Regions from separate parts of the Sus scrofa genome. Here region 1 is linked to region 2. A link is a contact called in public Hi-C data. All regions are on one chromosome and are shown on one strand. The core of a region is the stretch at or near the end of the contact, and the rest is flanking DNA. Distances in the headings are between cores, read along the strand shown. Region 1 holds the start of CMIP (C-Maf-inducing protein). Region 2 overlaps CMIP (C-Maf-inducing protein).

What was found. A called contact is a pair of places that touch in the nucleus more often than the background predicts.
Region 1: a Hi-C map of retroperitoneal adipose tissue shows a contact between it and region 2, with 1.8 times the contacts expected there. The contact joins the promoter of CMIP here to the enhancer-like site in region 2. A contact is called at or near these places in 5 of 47 Hi-C or Micro-C datasets (heart right ventricle, liver, retroperitoneal adipose tissue and 2 more) and 1 of 2 datasets of contacts at active chromatin or transcription factors (skeletal muscle).

What each region holds. Positions count from the first base shown.
Region 1 is chr6:6,877,881-6,883,252 of Sscrofa11.1, forward strand. CMIP (C-Maf-inducing protein) reads right to left here and starts at 3,994. Exons shown (of 21, transcript XM_021093761.1): 1 at 3,438-3,994. The coding sequence starts at 3,734.
Region 2 is chr6:6,733,748-6,739,120 of Sscrofa11.1, forward strand. All of the region lies in intron 2 of CMIP (C-Maf-inducing protein), which reads right to left. Among named protein-coding and RNA genes, the nearest start is that of PLCG2, 130 kb to the left of the region's middle. Within about 2 kb of position 2,969, at least 14 of the 83 cell types and tissues checked have an H3K27ac peak or open chromatin away from gene starts, as enhancers often do. A contact at or near this core is called in liver, retroperitoneal adipose tissue, skeletal muscle and 1 more, where this site is marked.

The DNA.
Region 1 (5,372 bases), core at 2,744-5,243, 150 kb after region 2:
CGTTGGCTACAACCCGCACCACGGTCGGCAGCCACGACAAGCCCAGGGGAGGCCCGGGGACTGGGAGTCAGGACGAGAAAGGGGAATGAGGCCCCATGTCGAGGCCACGACCTGGGCAGAAGGGCCCTTCCCCCCACAAGGCGAGGTCATGTGTGCCCCAGGGAGGGGCGGATGTCACCCAATCCCACCCCCCCCCCACGACAGCCAGGTCGCTGTCGCCTTTGTGTTCCCTTCTTTGTTTATGAGCCTTCCGGATCCAAAGTCTCCAGCGCAGAGTGCATCAGGCCTGGCGCTGTCACCAGCCATGTCAGGCACACTGTTGACTCTGCAAGGATTTAATGAGTAACTGGCCCAGCAGATAGGCCAGGGGCAAGCTCCAACCTGACCCCACAGGAGGCAAAGTTTACAGCCAGGGCAGGGGGTGAGGCTTCCGGCCCCCGGGGCCCCAGGCTGCATTCATCTCCCCAGCAGGGATGGAGGTCTGTCCACCTGAGGGGTGGCCCCAGCTGGAGCCGCCTGCCAGGTGGGATGAACGCCGCCACCCCCACGCCCCCCCCAGGACGCCTCCACCAGGGCCTGGTACAGCTGTGGTCCTGGCAGCCTGGTCTGTAACTCTGACCACCATCCAGCTAATTGGATCAGTGTAGACAGACTTTAAGAGTGAATGTGGTTTGTTTATTGGTTTGAATCCAGATCAATCACTCTGAGTCTTGTGCCTGAAGCCCACACAATTAACCACATAATTACCAGATGGGTCTGAGAAGGGCTGTGTAGACGGCTAAGTAAAAGAACGATGGGCATCTTACAGACGGCTGCGACCAACACCACACACCTGACACATCGGCAGCTCGAGGCGGGGCCACGTGGGGCGTTCGGTTGTAGCAAACTGCACGCAAATTCACCTGTGTTTCATTTGGGCTAATATTTCTCAATCGAGTGCTTGGGTTGGGCCACGCTCTAAAGCGCAGACAGATTACATAATGCTCAGGCCTCAGGGAAACCCCTCAGGGGGCTGCTCTGCTTCCCCCGGGGCCTGGACGCCAACAACCAGGTGTCTCCTGACCGGGCAAGGTCCCCAGTGGCAGTGCCAGCCCCACCTCGCAGGGCCACAGCCTGGGCTGGGCCCATCTCAGCAGCCCCCTTCCAGGTTCACAGGCCCCCAGCATGGGGAACCTGGCGCCCCACCAGAGCCCCCCACGGCGGGATTGAAAGACCCCCCCCATCCCCTGTGCCCAGCCCACGGGGGTTGCCCACAGCAGGCAGCGGAAGGGGCCTGTGCCAGCCCAGCGGACACTTGCTCGTAGTTCCTCCTTCCACATTTCCCAACCAACGCCAGAGCAAGGCTCTGCCGACACAATCTTGTTCCACGGATGGCCCTTGATCCCCAGCCCAGAAAATCACAGCTCCTCTCCCGTGAGGCCAAAGCTCCAAAGGTGCCACCCACCTCAGCTGGGAAGGTGGTGCAGGGGCCCCTGGCTGCTTAAGGAGCTGGCGCAGGGCCTCAGTCTTTCTCCCCCCGCCCCCCATGTAGGTAGCTCTTGAGCAACCAGAGGTAAACCGGGGGGGGGGAGCTTGAGCCTCCCGAGCTGGCTTCCCCCAACCATGGGCTGGAGCACAGCCTCGGCTTCTCCCAGGGGAGCACCGAGAGAGCCCGCCTGTCCTTCCCAGGGAGGTCACGGTGCCTCTCAACCATTTTCTTCCCCCTCCCCCCATCTCCCCTTCATCTTGAGGGGTGGCAGAAAGAAGAAGAAAGCCCCCCCACTACCACCACCACTGCCCAGCCAGGAAAAATCCTGAAGCCAGCTATGGAGGCTGTCGACCCAGGCAGGGAACTACTGGGGACACAGTTCATCCCCGGGTCTGAAACACTGCGTGCTGGCGAATTTTCCGAGGCTCTCCTTCCATCAAATGAAAAGCCGAATGCCAAGGCCTGTGGCTCAGGATGGGCTTCAGAACATGCACGAGCCCGAAACCGGGACTGGACCGCTTCATGGCAACCAGCGAGCCTTCCCGAGAGAGCGGTCTTTGCAGACTGCACCAACGTGCCCACAGGAAAGAAAAATAGGTGTTCTGAGCACGTCGGACTCAAAATTCAGAATAAAAGTCCTCGTGTGCTTCAATGCTCTCGGGAGGGGGGGAGCTGTTTCGAGGAGTATGCTTTCTTCGGCTAACTTTTCCCCCCTCCCCATTCCTTGGAGCATGTGTCACGGCCTGTGACACACTGCCAAGGGAACATGGATGCCGGGGAAATGTCTGCACACGCTACACGTTTGTGACATGCCATGTAAGCGACACCCTGTTTCCTGGCTGGGTTTTCTTGGCACAGGTGTGGGCAGGCGTTGGATTCGCCTCCCCCCCACCCCCTGCCCCACTGTGCTTAGTAAACAGGATCACGGTCGCCCGAGGGGGGAGTGTGCATCCTGGAGAAGACCTGCCACCCCTCCGAGGAGGACAGGACCCCCTCGGCAAGGCTTGGGCCCAAGCAGAGCTGGTGCTTTCAACTGTCCTTGTTTCAAAACACAAAGCATCCTGTTCAGGCTCCTGCCCGCCACCCTCCCCCGCTGCGACCCCACCACAGCCCAGCTCTCCACCTTGCAGATTTTCTGTTTCAGAAACAGATCAATGACTTCTGTCCCTCTCCTCCGGCTGACCCAATCCCAGCCATATACTTAAAAACAATAGCAATAACAACACAAAACCGCCAGCAACAAAACACACGTATACAACACTTCACAGACAATGCAAGACCTGAGCCCCACAGGCCAGCTTCCGCACAGAGAACTTGACCGCCCTGGCCCTCCATGGGGAGGAGACAGCGCAGGACCCCTGCCCCCTCCCCCCCCCATGGGCGAATGAAATTTTTTTCGGAAAGGGAAGCACCCAGTTTTGCCTGCCAGCCCGGGCAGGAAAAAGACGGGTAGAGCAAAGAAAGGAACTGGCTTCTGGAAATTCTTTGGGTTTTGGGGTTTTGAGGTTGTTGGGTTTTTTCCTCTTTTTTTTTTTTTTTTTTTTTGAGTTGTTTTGTTTTCCCCTCGGGCGCAGATCCAGATGGGCTTTCAGAAAGGGAACCCCCACCACCCTCAGGGCCCTGCTTCGGATCTGTCCCAAGGTCCCATCCGTAATTAACACAAGCGCTGGGCCCGGAGGTCCCCAAATGTTCAGCCTGGGGTGGGCCAGATCGTCTCCAGAATTAGAAGGGTCTCCCCGAGCCCGCCGGCTGGGCAGAACTTCGGATTCCACAATCCAGCCCGGAACCCAGGCCCGGAGGGGGGCGCCCGGTTCTCCCCGCCTCTCCCCCCACGGCGACCCCCGGCGCCCCGCAGGCCCCGGGCTCCAGGTGCAGCGGCAGGCTGGGGGCAGCCGGTGGGAGGGGGCGCCTCCCGGGCCCCGAGGGGAGGTGCGGGGGTGCAGGCGCGCCGCCGCGCAGAGCGACTCACCGTGGCGGACGCCAGGCTGTTGTCGGCCAGCGTTAGGTGGTGCGGCTCCCAGCGCCTCAGGAATTTCGAGGTGAGGATCTTGCTGAGAAAGGTCCGCGGGTGCCGGATGACACAGACCTGGATGTCGCCCTCCTGCAGCAGTTTGTACCTCATCCCGTTGCACAGCAGAAGGGCCCGGCGGCAGGGCACGGCGCCCATCTTCGTGCCCTCGGGGGCCGGCACGTCGCCCCCCAGCAGCGGCTTGGTCTCCTCAATCTGCCGAGGATCGCCGCCGCCCGAGCTGCTGGTCAGATCCATGGCCTGCCGGGCCGGGGAGGGGGCCGGGGGCGGGGAGACGGGCTGTCCCGGGCGGTCGGCGGCCCGCACCCCCCCACCCCCCAGGAAGGTGGGGGGGTGTGGGGCTGGGGGCGCCCCGCAGGGGAGGGGCCCGGGCGGGCGGGCGGGCAGCCGGCGCTCGGTCCTTCCTGCGGGGCTCCTCCGGCTTCCTCCTAGCTCGTCGGGTGCATGCTCGCGGCGGCCGGACCGGCTCGGCGGACGGGCGGGCGGGGACGCGGGGCAGCGCCGGGGGGCCGGGGGGGCCGAGGGGGGCCGGGGGCCCGGCGGCGGCGGCGGCGGCGGCGGCGAGCGGGGGCCGCGCGGGCGGGCGTGTCTCGGCCCCGCCGCCCGCTCGTGTGTACAGTACGTGTGTCTGGGCGGCCGTCCGCGGGCGAGTGTGCGGCGGGGGCCGCGGGGGCCGGCTCAGTTGAGAGATTGCAGAAGCCGCTCGGCGCCCGCGCGATTGGTCCCCGCGGGGTCATGTGCCCGCCCCTCTGACGTCAATGGCGGCAACGGCGGCGGCCGCCGCGGCTTCGGCCTCTAGCAGGCGGAGTCCGCCGCCGGGCGGGGACGCGAGGGGCCGAGGCGCGGCCCGACGAGAGGGGGCGGCCCCCGGGGAGGGGGCTGGGGCGGGCGAGCCCCGGCAGGCACCGAACCGCCCTGCCCGGAACCTGGGGAGTGGGCGGGGGCCGCGGGGGCGGGGCGCGTGACGTCACGCCCAGCCGCGCCCCCGCCGGTGCCCAGGCGGGTGCCGAGCCCCGCGGCCCGCGGGCCGGACGGATCCAGGGACTCGCCGCGGCCGGCCGGGATTCGAAAGGCCAGCGTCCCGAAACCTGTCCACGCGGATGGCGGAGGTGCGGCCAGGTGCAACCCCGAGGGACCCGGCCGGGAGGGAGGGGTGTGGGCAGGACGGCTTGACCTCTGCACCCACTCCCCCTTCAGCTCAGGCTGTTCACCTGACTGGCCAGATGGCGCCACAAGACAGAGATGTTTCCTCGAATTGAAAATGTCCCATCAGTTATCCAGATAATGAGCCACACTGCCCTGGCTCAGCCTGTGGGACTCTGCAGGCTTCCTGATCATTTACAGATGTCCTCCTGCCCTTGGCCCTTGGGGTCCTGAAGCCACCCAGGGTGGAGGGGACAGGCTCCCCAGCACCCCTCCTGCCTTCTGCTGCTGGATTCTGATTAGTTCCTAATAGGAACCTAGCGGGGGGGAAAAAAATCCCTCCCCAGAGGTACCCGCTCCCCACCCACCTGCACCCCGGCAACTCCAGCTTCTTTACCTCTGCCCGCAGGCCAGGACCAGGTCATTCATTTCTGTACCCCCAGGCCCTGTGCAGAAGTGTAAGAGAATCATATTGGAAGCACCTTTGGGGACTGATGCATGGTGTCACTGGGGAACTCCAGCTGTGAAACAAAAAATGTTGCCTTTCTGCCATCAGGAATGGCACCTGAAGCCACCCAGCCAGGTCTCAGCTCCCAGGTGGGGCTTTAGCGCAGCCAGCACACGTCTGCAGTTCATACCATTCAAGCCCCCAGATCTGTGCCTTTCTGTTAAGTGAAGGTGCCTCTACAGTGGACATGTGAGAGTGTGAGCATGCGTTCACTTGCATCGTGA
Region 2 (5,373 bases), core at 1,719-4,218:
GGTGCGCAGAACAGGCGAACAGCAGCCTCGGAAGAAACAGGAGGCGGTGGGACGTGGGGTGGATGGCGACTCTGGTCCTGGCCTCGGCAGCCAAATCCCACACGGACCGTCTCCCCAGGGCCAGGCCCAGCCCTCCCAAGCCGGGGGCTTCAAGTCTGAGTCCCTGTCAAAGGTCTTTCATCAAGGAAAAAAAAAAGGAGTTCCTGTGGTGGCACAGCGGAAACGAATCCGACTAGGAACCATGAGGTTGCGGGTTCAACCCCTGGCCTCGCTCAGTGGGTTAAGGATCCGGAGTTGCTGTGAGCTGTGGTGTGGGTCGCAGACGAGGCTCAGATCCTGCGTTGCTGTGGCTGTGGCATAGGCTACACTTCCGATTGGACACCTAGCCTGGGAACCTCCATAGGCCATGGGTGCGGCCCTAAAGAGACAAAAAATAAAGGTCTTTAATCGGCCCCTCCCTTGGCCACTGCGAGCTGGGCTGAGTAATCAGGAGCTCCTGCCCTGGACTCTGGGTCTCAGGCAAGTGAAGTCAAGGTGAGGGGTGGGCACTCACTGGGAGGCAGGGCTGTGGCGTCCTTCTATTTTCTTGAGGGCCGCACCCACAGCATACGGAGGTTCCCAGGCTAGGGGTCGAGTTGGAGCTACAGTCACCGGCCTACACAGCAAGGCCAGGGATCGAACCTGCAACCTCACGTTCCTAGTTGGATTCGTTAACCACTGAGCCATGATGGGAACTCCTTGAGGAGTGAATTAATTACAGGTGAGGCAAAGCATGAGCTGCTGGCCCCACCTCGCCCCCAGCCCTGGGAGGCAGAGACACTGAAGGCCTCCCACCCACCTGTGGCTCATTCCTCCCCCAGCACAGCTGGGAGGGGAGGTGGCCACAGTCCCTGTCCCCCAACCCTGGGCCAGCTCCACTTTGGAGCCTCGGCCACGTGCAGCCACTACAACAAATGGCTCTTCGATTCAGAGGCTCAATGGGCTTTCAGGTATCACCTAACCCAGGGTTCTCAGTCTTTGGGGGATTTAAACAAGCGATGGACTTGTACCCAAGTAACATACACATTTGCACACTCGCTACACACACACACACACACACACACACACACGCAACTGTGCAGGCAGTTTCAGAATACGCATGGACCACAGGTTAAGACCCAACTCTAAGCCAATGTCTCTTCTGCTGTGTCTCTGATGAGGAAACTCAGAGGCCAGCTTGCTGCGGTCTCATCCGAGTGCTTCCCCAACGCTTGCAGCTCTCCTTCGGGCACATGGCAGGAACACTCGGCCAGGTGCCTGGTGTCGCCTCCGGTGGAAGCCCTGAAGAGCCCGTGCGCTATTTAGTAGGGTCCCTTCCCCCAGCCTGCTGACCAGAAACATCCAGATGGTGCATGCTCCCAGCTGACCCAGGATGGACACGCACTCCGAGTGGGAAACAGTCCCATGCTGTTCCAAGCCACTTAGAATGTGGGGCTGTGTTACCGCAGCCTAGAACGAGCTGGCACGCTCTGCTTCCTGTCCCTTTTTCCCATGGCGGGTCCCTCCCAGCAGGAACGCACTGCCTCCAGCCCCTCGCTCCCTCAACCATCTGCCTTTTGGGTCTCACCCGACATGCCGGTGTCTTAGTGGTGCCTGCCCCCGCCCCCCATCACCACGTCAGGTGACGATACCTCATCGAACAGATGACACTGTCCTGTAATCACTGGTCTTCCTCCTCTCCAGCCCGTGGGCTCTGTGAGGTTGGGGACCAAGCATGTCTGACTTATTCACCACTGTGTCCATAAAACTCAGATAAATGTTTGTTGACTGACTGCCTGACTGACTAATGGGATGGATACATGGATAAATGGAAAGGTGGATGGACAGAGGGATGGGTGGAATGATGGACAGATGGTGAACAGACTGGTGGATAAATGGGTGGGCAGGGAGTGGACAGCAGGGGGAATGAAGCGTCAGTATACCTATTCTGTTCACTGAGAACATTTCACACACAGTGAACTTCAAAGAACTAGTCAGCCTTGACGCCCTCTCTTCCCTGCGCCGTATTTGACGAGGGCCCTAGAAGCAGTCTGGGCAGATCTTTCCCGAACACCTCTTGTGCTAAGTGTTGAGGATTTTACATGCAATCTTGCTGATCTTTGCAACACCCAGGGAGACAGGTATCACGGGTCCAGTTTACAGATCAATCTTAAGCCCAGAGAGGGGATCCCAGCTGTCCAAGGCTGCACAGCCTGCTCTCTCCCTACAGCCTGTCTTCCCTACCGCTGGGTTCCCAGGAACTGGGCTGGGAAATCTGAAAGCATCATGCGGGTGGAGGGGTGGGGCCTCCTGGTGCCAGTTCCGATCACCAGGAGGCCCCACCCCTCGAACCAGAGGGTGGGCCAGAACTTTCCTCCAGAAGAGGGGGGTGACCTTCGGTGTGGCCACTGCCCCCTCACAGACATGTCCCCTGTCGAAGCCAGAGAGGCTGTGACAAGCGTGGGCCGTCCAGCTCCTTCCTCTAGTTTCTAATCTAGTTCAGAAGGACAGAGGCCATGGGGGCAGGGGGACCTCTAGAACCCCAGGCATCTCTCAGTGGCTTCCCAGGAAAGGGAGAGGGGAGCGGGCCCGGGGACAGAGTGGGTTTCTGCAGTGTCACTACCCTGACGTGTGATGGCTGAGCCTGGATGACCCGGGCCCACGGGACTCAGGGCCTGGCTCCAAGTCCTGGGGGTCACTTGAGGGAGCCTGGGCAAGAGAGCCCCTGGAAGTGGGCAGGCCTGCCCAGGCGGCAGGACTTCTCCTGGTGATAAATCTTTCGAATACTCAAAGGGCCTCGTTCCAGGCAAATTCCGCCTAATTTCCTCTTCGAAAGTTGCCAAGTTCTCCCTCATTGTTGTATTGTCTCGAGAGGTGAGAAAAACAGCTGAGGGTGCCCCGTGGGTGACTGTTCCCAGGTTCTCCTTCCCGCCCAGCTTCTTAGGGAAAAAACAGCACGTGCTTTACAGGCCGGAAAGGTCTTTCTCTCCGGCTTCCAGTAAGAAGGGAACCCGCCCTGTCCCTGCCCCGCCGCCCCCACCCCCGCCAGCGTTTGGGGTAAACAGTTGCCTGGCCTCCCCAGGGCTTCTGGGAACGGCAAGGAGAGCGGGCCTCAGAAGTCACTGCAGGAAGTGGCCGCAGCAGCGCCTCCGGGGAAAGGAGGGAGCCCTTGATCTCGACCCGCCCGGACCCTTGTTTTACAAGCAGTGGACTCCGTCCACCTCTTACGAAGAGGGGGAAACCCACGTAGGAGGCAGAGATCCCTGGAAGAGGACCCGCCACCGAACGCGCGGCTCTTAATCCCGCTGGGCAGCCCCCACCCGCGCGGGCTGGCAAGGAGCACCCCGGTGCTTCTGCCACACGTTTCTGCACTTGCGGCGCTACTCCTCAGAGCCAAGGGCCAGCAGAAAGGGCATTCAGGGAAGAAAGAAGATACACAGGTCCTTTCTGCACCCAGGGCTCTAAAAACACGGCATTAGGGAGCTCACACCGAAATACACAAAGCATCGAGACACACACCCACTGGACCCAGGCTGGAGGGCTGGCGCCGTTGTCTGGCGACGGGACCTGCTGGCGTGTTGCTCGGTGTCTCGGGCAAGAGAGGGGGCACGACTGCCCGAGAGCATTTCTTAACCTGCTGGTGATGCAGGCAGGTTAGCTCCCCGGGGGTCTGGGGGAAGAATGGACTCAAACTCTCACCAGGCAGCTGGGAGAGGGGCGGGGGCGGGGGGACAGGAGAGGAGAGAGGGGAGAACTGAGTCAGGAAACACAGAGGAACGCGCTCGGGTGGAGAGAGGCCTGGAAAGACGGCAGAGAAAACAAACTACAGGACAGGAGACGGGCCGCGCGTCTCAGGAGACGGAGAGAGGGCAGAGGGGAGGGGTGGAGAGAGCGCGGCAGGGAGAGACACGCAAAGAGACTCACGTGGGGACGGGGAAGCTGAGAGAGACAGAGAGGCCGGGCAGATCCCCGCGCCCCGACAGCACCCTACGGCCAGCACAGCCACACCAGGCGCAGCAGGACGGAACCCACTCAGGGATGCTGGAGTCCTACAGCCGCCCCTGTATCCTGAGGCTATTTCCCGTTGGGGGGTGGGGTGGGAGGCGGTGTCCGGAGCTTAGGGTCAAAGCGAACAGCCCTGGGGTCACATCCTGTGTGTGATGGAAACGCTCTCTACCTGCACTGGCCACAACCGTAGCCACTGTCTACACCTGGCTACTGAACACTCGGAACAGGGCCAGGGGACCGAGAAACTGCCCTCTTGAGTCAATAAATTTGAATGCAAACAACCCTACGTGGCTCTTGGCTGCAGCACAGTTCAAGGCACCCTCATCCTCTACTGATGGAGAAGGTGGGGGGCAGCTCCATCAGCCTTGCCCTCCGAGCACACCTGGCTGCCTCTGTCCTCACCCTCCGCGCCTCCCCTCCAAGGGAGGACGGCTCTGGGGCCTGTCACGTGAATCAGGACAAGCCAGCTGACCATCATCACAGCGCTTAAGGGGCGCCCTGCCTGGCACCTGAGGGCACCACCCTGGGCCCCATGCGCCCCCAGGCCCCCCCATAACCATGCGGACCTCCCAGCCCACAGCCCATCTCTCGGATGATTTGGAACCTGCTTATATAACAAGAAGGCCACACGCCGCCCATGAATCACAGGAGGGAGGAGGGTGACAACAAGAAGGAAGCAAGGTAAAGTGGTGACAGTGTCAGCGAGGGAGAGACCGAGGGGCAGGGGCAGAGGCAGAGCTGCACCCACCTGGGCCTCCCTGGGCGACGGGCAAAGGCTGCGTCTGCTTCTCACCCGGCTCCGAGTCCCGCTCTGAATCCCAGGAGCCGCCAGCCTCCTCCTCCTCCCCCTCCTCCTGCGATCCTGCTCCAGCCTCTGGCTCCACGGGAGCAGGGGGCAGCGAGGGGGGGCCTGGAGCAGCTGCAGGCCTAGCCGCCCATCAGCACGGCAGGGGGAGCTCTGACTCGAGGCCAGGCAAGTCAGCAGCGCCGGCCCGCGGCCACGGCCTGCATTAAAGGGACATTCTGGTGCTGACCAGTGACCTACATCCTCCAAGCCTCACTGCCCTCCCCGGGGCAGGTGATGCCCAGACCTTCCTCGGGGGTACAGTGACCCTCCAGCGCCAGAAGCCGCTGCTGGTGGAGCGATTGCTGCACCCAGGGAGCTGTTCCACTCACAGATCCAGCGCCCCACAACCAGGGCGATCCCCCTGCGGTCCCCTCTACCCCTCAGGAGTTTTCAATGGCTCCCCATGGCCCTCAGAAAACTGCTGTGGCTTCTTCACTCAGCTGATAGGACCTGCATGATCTGGCTCCGGACACACCTGCAGGGACCCGCCCCCGCGTCCC